2 separate regions of the Rattus norvegicus genome follow, and region 2 is linked to region 1. The links are chromatin contacts, called in public Hi-C maps. All regions are on one chromosome and are shown on one strand. The core of a region is the stretch at or near the end of the contact, and the rest is flanking DNA. Distances in the headings are between cores, read along the strand shown.

Region 1 (4,104 bases), core at 793-3,292:
CCCACTTGTCTGGGTTGCAGGCTGCCTGGGCCTTGCTCAGCTGGGAATAACTAGGCTCTTTCTTTGAGCCGTACATTTCATGTGCCTTGGAGAGAAATGGATGCCAATGTCAGGGCAGCCGGAGAAGAGGAGGCCTGGAAGTTGCGAACGATGGTGGAGTGTGGGGAGCTGAGAAGTTGTTCAGAGGAACGAGCCCACAGCACAGTACAGTGGAGCAATGGTTGCCAGCCAGCTCCAGGACAAGGCCAGGAGGACACAGTGCCTTGTGGTTCAGTGTGCTGTCAGGTGAAACTACAAGAGCACAGTGTTAATGTTCAAGCCTAGCAAAAGGAAACAACCCTCTTCATTACACACACTCACGTGCACACACACACACACAGACACACACACACACACACACACACACACACCACATCAATGTAAAAATCACACCTCAGGAACAGTATCTGCAACAATTTCTGATGAGACTGATAGAAACCTGTTTCATTTTTCTATGAGATACTGAGCAGATGTCAGTTCTCTCAGACATCTGCTCAGACCAGATACTGATAATGTTACCAGGGATGCTAAGCTGTAGATAGCATCTGTGCTTTATCTCTGCCAAGCCCCCATCTTGTCCAGACCTATCCCCCTTCTCTCTCTTCAATATGCCTTTCCCCCTTGTATTTTATTTCTATCTCTCACCGTCACAAATACCTCCCTCCCCCATACACCTATGCCCTGTGTCTTTTACAGGAACCACATTGAAAAGGTGAGAGGTTGCTACAGAATTTCCGGGGGCAGTGTCTTGTGAAGACATTGTGAGCAGAGACTGGCTGCCTGAATCATGAGAAGGAAATATTTTTATCTGTCTCCACAATCCTAATGCAACCCATGCAAAAAAATCTTCTCCTGCCCATTAGCAAGAATCCATCATAAAGGGAGAGTTCTGAATTCCTAATGGATGTATAAAGTTAATGAAATTGATGTTGTATCCTAAGCACAATGAATCCGAATGTGAGGTTGTATTTCACAGTCCTGAGGACATGCCCGTGGGTTCCTTAACCTCCTCTCCCATTAGTTTTGTTTACCATCTTTGTTTTGCCTGTGCTGTACATTAGGGAATAGCTGGTGACTAAGGCACACAGATAGAAAGCTGTAGTCTTGCCTTTCAGGGTCTCAAACCCATGGCAAAACACCCTTGGACGCAAGCTTATCCGTCAAATGTTGCTCCTAGGCGAAACAACAACCTTCGGACTCTTTCACCTTTGAAAGGATGTGTGGATTTTTTTCTCCTTGTGTTTTCTTCCTGATTCTCATCTTTCCAAATATCTTTCATGGGGAAAGATTTTCACCACATGTGGTTTTGAGACTGAAGCATATTTTGGAGATTGGAGCGACAGAGAAGGAAAGGGAGAGAGGGAGAGGGAGACGACTAGCAAAGCAGGCAAAGGGTTGGAGAAATGGCATGGTTGTTAAGAGTTGTTAAAAGTTATTGAGTGATCTCGAGGAGGACGTGGGTTCAATTCCAGGCACCCACACAGGAGCTCACAATGATCTGTAACTCCAGACCAAGATCCAAGGGGATCGGCACCCCTCTCTGGCTTCTGTGAACACTGCGCCCATACATTGTACACACACACACACACACACACACACACACACACACACACACACACACATACACACACGTAGGCCTTAAAGCCAAAAATAAATGCGTGTGATTATTAACAAGAGGTAGGGAGAGGCTTGTAAATTGGTTCACAGTCAGAGCAAGAAGAAACACCTTGAAATGTAACAGTGACCTAAGAGCAGACATATATGCAGTTAGCTCAGAGATGGAAGGAGTTCCTTTATATTCGCACTGCACTTTGCAGGTCCCCTGTTGTGGTAAAAAAGAAAAAGCCGTGCAACCAGTTCCAGTGCATATCTGGATGGTGCTCTCTTGCTAGTTTCAGGTTCCGCTGTCCATAGGAAGTAGCGCTTATTTATCTCAGTGGCTCCGTGCTGGCCCTCATGGTACTATCTAACCCTGGGCGGTCGGTGAGCCATTCCTGCGTGGCACCTTGCCACACTGCTTTGCTTTCACTCCCAGTTCCCTTGGACGGTTGTTACCATGCCAGGCATACACGTCCCAATTCCATGGCAGGCTTGGTGCTTCTCTTGGATTCAATTAGGTCACCACATGAAAGAACACACCACACAATAATCTCTGACCCAATCGATAAGATATAATTTTCCCATCTAGACAGCCCAAAATCCCGCACACGCCCATCCCTTAAAAATATTCATTCAACCTGTGTCTATGTGCAGAGAAGAATCTTAACACCTGCCGCCATGTTCTCCCAGCTCCTTCTCCTCTCGTTCCCCTCTCTCCTTCTAAAACCTCTGTTCCTGCCTCCCTTCCTTCTCATCTAATGACAGACCCTGTTTTATCTTGTCTGCCTTCCCCTGCATAATGACATCAACTTACGCCCTGCGAAGGAGGAAGGCAGTGATTGCCAGCTTCTTCCTGTAGCTGTTCGGAGACACATGGATGACCAGGGGCCACATCATGAGTGGGTGGCTCAACCTGGACTCTGGAATTAGATGGCCACACTGACAGCATTCATCTCTCTGTCTGCCTCCCAACTGCGTCAGGAATGTGAGTAGCTGTTCGTATCCTTGACAGATGAGCTAAAGCTACTCTCACGAGCATACCTTCCCTGCAGAGTGGACTGTATCCCCAGAGTGTAAGCCGAAAAAGAAACCCATTGTTCTCCAAGTCACTTTCCACAGGTGTTTTTGCCAGAGCAGAAGGAACATGGCTGTGTGAGCTCTCATTCAGTGCCCAGCAGCAGTATCTCTATTAGGGATATAACCAGAAATAACTGCTCCCACCATTCCGTCCTAGAGAGGGTTTCAATCTTAGCCATAATTCCTGTCAATGTTACCTCATCTTGAAAAACGGTCTCTACGGATGTACATACTGAATTGGGGTCATACTAAGGTGCCCATAATCTGATTACTATTCTATGGCAAGGGACACACACACACACACACACACACACACACACACACACAGAGAGAGAGAGAGAGAGAGAGAGAGAGAGAGAGAGAGAGAGAGAGAGAGAGAGCGCCATGCTACCATGGAGGTAGAGAGATTTGGGTTATACATCAATAGAGCAAGGGATTTCAGCATGACTGACTACCAAAAGGTACTGGGAAGGGGCTAAGAGGAATCCTTTCTCGAAGCCTTCAGAGAGAACCTCGTGCTTCTAGGACTTTGATTTCAGACATACACCTCACCCAGAACTATGTGGACAATAAGCGTACATTATTTTAAGGCATAAGGTTTGGAATACACTGTTCTAGAAGCCTCAGTAATGGGACGCACAGAATGTCCAAGTTTATATTAGGAATACCCCAAGTTTTTCTTACTTTTGTGACAATAAATTCAGAGCTTCGGGGGTGGGGTAAATGACTGTATCTGACATATATATCATTCATGCAGCCCCAGGAGAAATGATTGCTCTATATTGAACACAAATATATTGTTTGAGTAATTAATTTTACAGAAAGGTTAATTAGTTGAAGGAAAAAACTTCTTTACAGTGTAAGAGTACACATGTATGTGTGTAGTCAGGAAGGGCACTCTCCCCACAGAAAGGTTATTTTTGCATAAGGAAGAGTTTGACATGAGGATTTCTCCTCTGACGAGGACCTTACAACTATTTCATGACGATGTTCGAATACCCCAGACTCTAAGAAGCTTGCGAAGTTTTTATTGAGATTCAAAGTAATATCTGAGGAAGTGATCATGATTTCAAATTTTAACTACAACCAAATAGCATCCCAGCAATTCCTCATCAGTCATGTCTATATGAATTAACACAGAAGCATTAGAAAACGTGTTGGCCTCCCAATAAGTAGGGTCAACATTTAGTCAAAATATGCGATTGTTGCAAAGCTTTCGAAGGCTGGCTTTGTGGGTACAGTGTATCCATAGATGCCTGAATTAACTGAAGATCTTAACTGCAGATTCTACACATTTCTCATCCTCTAATGGCTTCCTCTGGCTGCCAGGCTGAAGAAACTTCTTCACTGTGGGGAGGTTGCTGACTCTGGTTCTCAGGGCCTGCAACA
Region 2 (4,104 bases), core at 728-3,227, 110 kb after region 1:
ATACTAGTCAAGAGCTACACCCTAGCCCTTACATATATATCGTAATCGAGTTCTTCGTTGTTTAATATTTTATTTCTGAGCAAGTGTTTAGACATTAAAGAAATACAAACTTTTTTCTTTGATTTTATACAATAAAATAAAATATTGGTCACCCATAGCTTTTTGTTTTTGTTGTTGATGTTTTGTTTTGTTTTTTAAAGACAGTTGGGGGCTGGAGAGATGTCTCAGCAGTTAAGGCCACTGGCTGCTCTCCTCAAGGACCCTGGTTTGATTCCCAGCATCCACATGGCAGCTCACAAATATCTGTAATTCCAATACCAGGACACCCAATACCCTCTTCTGGCTTCCTGGAGCTGTAGCATGGGGTACACAGACACACTGGGGCAAAACACCCATGTGCATACTGTAGTGTTAGTATCTTAATAGACCCCTGCATGGAGTTTATTAAACCATTGCTGCCCACCTCAATGGCTTATGTTCCTGGAAGACACACACACACACACACACACACACACACACACACACACACACACACACACAGCCTTTATATTTCAATCTGCCTTAAGCAGCACACTCGCTGGGCAGCTGCCTACCCTCCATGCTGCTAGAATCCCCTTCCTTACTGATAACTCGGTAATTCTCAATTACTACTTACTAATTTCTATGTTCCGTTGGCTGCTCATGACCCAGTTGAGCAGCCCTCTAGGCCACATTTTCTTTTCTTTTTTTTTTTTTTTGGTTCTTTTTTTTAGGAGCTGGGGACCGAACCCAGGGCCTTGCGCTTCCTAGGTAAGCGCTCTACCACTGAGCTAAATCCCCAGCCCCTAGGCCACATTTTCTTGATCCATAGCCCAGGGCGCTCTCCTTGCTTTTCTATCCCATGGTGGCTCTTGTCTCTGCCCTGCACACTCCTAAGGCATGTCCTCTCTCTCCTTCCCTCCTGCTTCCCAGCAGTCCCGAGGCCCCAAGCCTGGGAACCCTAAATCCTGCCCCAGATATTGGGTGCTGGTGTCTCTCCCCACCCCTCCAATCAGAACTAACTGGGGGGCAGGTTCTCAGAAGCTTTTTCACAGACCCTCTCATGGTAACAATTTTGGGAGACGCAAATTAGCATTAGGATACAAGCAGCTACAGCACACAATGCAAATAAATCTTAAGAAAAGCAGCCGTGGGGCTGGGGATTTAGCTCAGTGGTAGAGCACTTACCTAGGAAGCGCAAGGCCCTGGGTTCGGTCCCCAGCTCTGAAAAAAGAAAAAAAAAAAAAAAAAAAGAACCAAATTAAAAAAAAAAAAAAAAGAAAAGCAGCCGTTTGATAAAACTAGCTATCAAAATAAGATGTATGTAAAAGAGGGCAAAAATTAAGTGTGCTTTAAATTTCAAGTACCAGGAAACTCGGTCAAACTGGTCGTCGTACAAGAGGTTCAAGCACAATTCGTCAAGGGCTCAAGCTCTATCTCTTCCTGTCTCCTCCCTCTTCAGTCTGGCAACATGACACTCCGAGCTGTTGCCCAAATCATATTCAAACATTAACTTTTTCTGGTGCTGGGGCAGGACTCAGAACAGCCACAAGTCTAGCGCTCTAATACCAGACCTTGGTCTTTTGGAACAGTCTTACTACATGTCCTAAATTCCCTCCATAGCTGACCCTACTGCAGGGATCTCTCTGGAGCAAGCCCTCCGATACCAGCAAGAGGTGAAGAGTAGATATGTCACCTGGGTCCAAAGCCAGGAGAGTTCATGAAAGGTCTTAATACTGGCTCTAGGGACTCAAGAGTCTAATTGTATTTTCATTTTATTTTTAAAACCGAACCGCGACGCGGGTGGGACAAGAAAGCAGGATTTTGCAGAGCCTATGTGTTTGGCAAGTTGTTAAGAGAAAGGACTCATTGTTATTTTGTTCCTGGTTGTTCTGTGCCGGGTAGCAAGTGAAGTCATTGTTGGCGAATAAGCTGCAGTGCTGAAATGGGAGTGCAGGCTGTGAAAATTGGTGTTGCTAGCTTTTTCGAAGCCGGGAATCTGGACTGTGAGTCTCTTGGAAGAGACTAAGTCGGAGGCAAAACAAGCTTCGTTCTTTAGGGAAGGGGTTGTTTGGAACCAGCATTTAAGGTTTATATCTGAATATAATGATGTTTAGAACCCAACATTTTCAGATAACGAAGCTAATGACCTCGAGCAGATACCTCAATCAAGAGACCAATCAAGATTTGTTTTTTTAAACCCCCTTAAAACAGCATTGCACTTCTTAGTGTGCTTTGCTGCCCTCTAGCGTCCAACCAAAGTTTCAAGATGAGTTCAGCAATCTTCACCTTCCACACACAGCACTGCTCTGGCTTCCTAAGAAATGCAAAACACCACCATGCTTTTTATTAGCATCCAGCTACTGTTTTGCTTCATTTTATCTTGTTCTGACACAGGGTCTTGCTCGTATTGTTCAGGATGACACCCATATCATAATTTAGCTTAGGTTAGCAGTATTAAATGAACCGGGGATGGATCTGTAACGCCCAAAATTAACCTATAAGACTCACCCACCCGGGCTGGAGAGATGGCTCAGCGGTTAAGAGCACTGACTGATCTTCCAGAGGTCATGAGTTCAATTCCCAGCAACTACATGGTGGCTCATAACCATCTGTAATGAGGTCTGGTGCCCTCTTCTGGCCTGCAGTCACATATGCAGGCAGGATGCTGTACATAAAAATAAATGAATAAATCTTAAAAAAAAAAAAAAAGACTCACCCGCCCCCCAAGGACCAGGTAACAATCTGGAAGGGTGGGAGTTGTAGTTCAGTTTTTGGAAAATAGCAAAGGCTCAAGGGAAAATACTGTAGCCAGTAGGGTTGTAGGATAAACTCCTTATAAACATATGACTGGGGCCATTCCAGCCCCAGGGAAATCCCAGGGAATGGCCTTGACCAAAGTCCATTTCTTGGTCAGTATTTAATATTTAATAAAGCTTGCTTTAAAATTGACCCAAAATGGTAGACCCGGTTTTTCTCTGGTAAATCTCAAGATTAACAGATCCTCTTGCCTCTGCCTCTGGAACACTGGGTGTTAGCATTCTGCCTAAGGTCATTTAGGAAAAACAGGAAAACCCATCCCAATTTTTAGAATGACTTACAAAGGCTTTATTGCAATTCAGTAATATGGACCCTGAAAACCTGGAAGGTAAGCAACTTCTGATGACCTATTTCTTTTCCCAGAGCACCCCAACATAAAAGACAAACTTAAAAAGCTAAAGAGAGGGCCTCTAACTCTATAGGCGGAAGTTTTGGTACTGGTCTTTAAAGTGTACCATGGAAGGGATGAGAAGGCTTGAAGAATGAAGTACCATATGCTGGCAAAGGCTGTCCGACCAGCCTCAGCCACTGCCCTGGACTCCTGGTCTTCTAAGGCTAAGGGACCAATCGCCAGGCTCCTGCTACAAATGTGGTCAACAAGGTCATTGGGCGATGGCTTGCCCTAACTTCCGAAAGCCAAGGGGCCATGTCCTAGGTGCCATCAAGGGGGAACATTGGGCTGTTGATTGTCCTCGTGTTGTATAGGACAGGGGGACATCACGTCCAGATAACCCTCCAATGGATCTCCTAGGTTTGGCTATGAATGATTGAAGGGGCCTGAGTTCCCTGGACCTGACCACTGCCATCACCAGCAGGGAGCCCCGGGTAACCATCATGGTATGTGGGCAGCCCATCTCCTTCTTCCTGGACACTGGGAACACTTACTTGGTCTTAACGGAGTTTTGGGGACCCACTTCTCTTGTTACCCTATTGTTGGAGTAGGGCAGCAACCTTACCTTCCTCACCAAACTCCACTGCTGAGCTGTATTTTCAGGGGTGTACCTCTCACCCATTACTTTTTGGTTGTGGAACATGCCTGATCCCCTTATTGGGAAGGGATCTTCTAGCTAAGTGGGGAGTCTCTATTTCTAGCAAATTGTCTTCTAGGAATTCTTGCTGAGACTTATAGTTTCCTGAAGACTATTTTTTCTAATAAAGATGCAGTTGGGGATGTGATTCTGAACCTTGGTTTGACAGTCTAGGCTCTGATCTCTTAGATTATTAATAGCATTAATAGGTTATTAAGAGTAAGTGTTTATGGTGGGC

The links. Hi-C and Micro-C count contacts between places; a contact is called where the count stands out from the background.
Region 2: a Hi-C map of liver shows a contact between it and region 1, with 6 times the contacts expected there. The contact joins two enhancer-like sites. A contact is called at or near these places in 12 of 12 Hi-C or Micro-C datasets (the A7r5 cell line, the Rat2 cell line, Schwann cells and 7 more) and 1 of 1 datasets of contacts at active chromatin or transcription factors (oligodendrocytes).

What each region holds. Positions count from the first base shown.
Region 1 is chr9:31,196,164-31,200,267 of GRCr8, forward strand. Gsta1 (glutathione S-transferase alpha 1) reads right to left here. Exons shown (of 7, transcript NM_031509.2): 7 at 3,724-4,096. The coding sequence ends at 3,977. Among named protein-coding and RNA genes, the nearest start is that of Gsta1, 18 kb to the right of the region's middle. Within about 2 kb of position 2,043, at least 2 of the 93 cell types and tissues checked have an H3K27ac peak or open chromatin away from gene starts, as enhancers often do. A contact at or near this core is called in liver, where this site is marked.
Region 2 is chr9:31,301,429-31,305,532 of GRCr8, forward strand. No RefSeq gene overlaps it. Among named protein-coding and RNA genes, the nearest start is that of Khdc1b, 15 kb to the right of the region's middle. Within about 2 kb of position 1,978, at least 52 of the 93 cell types and tissues checked have an H3K27ac peak or open chromatin away from gene starts, as enhancers often do. A contact at or near this core is called in liver, where this site is marked.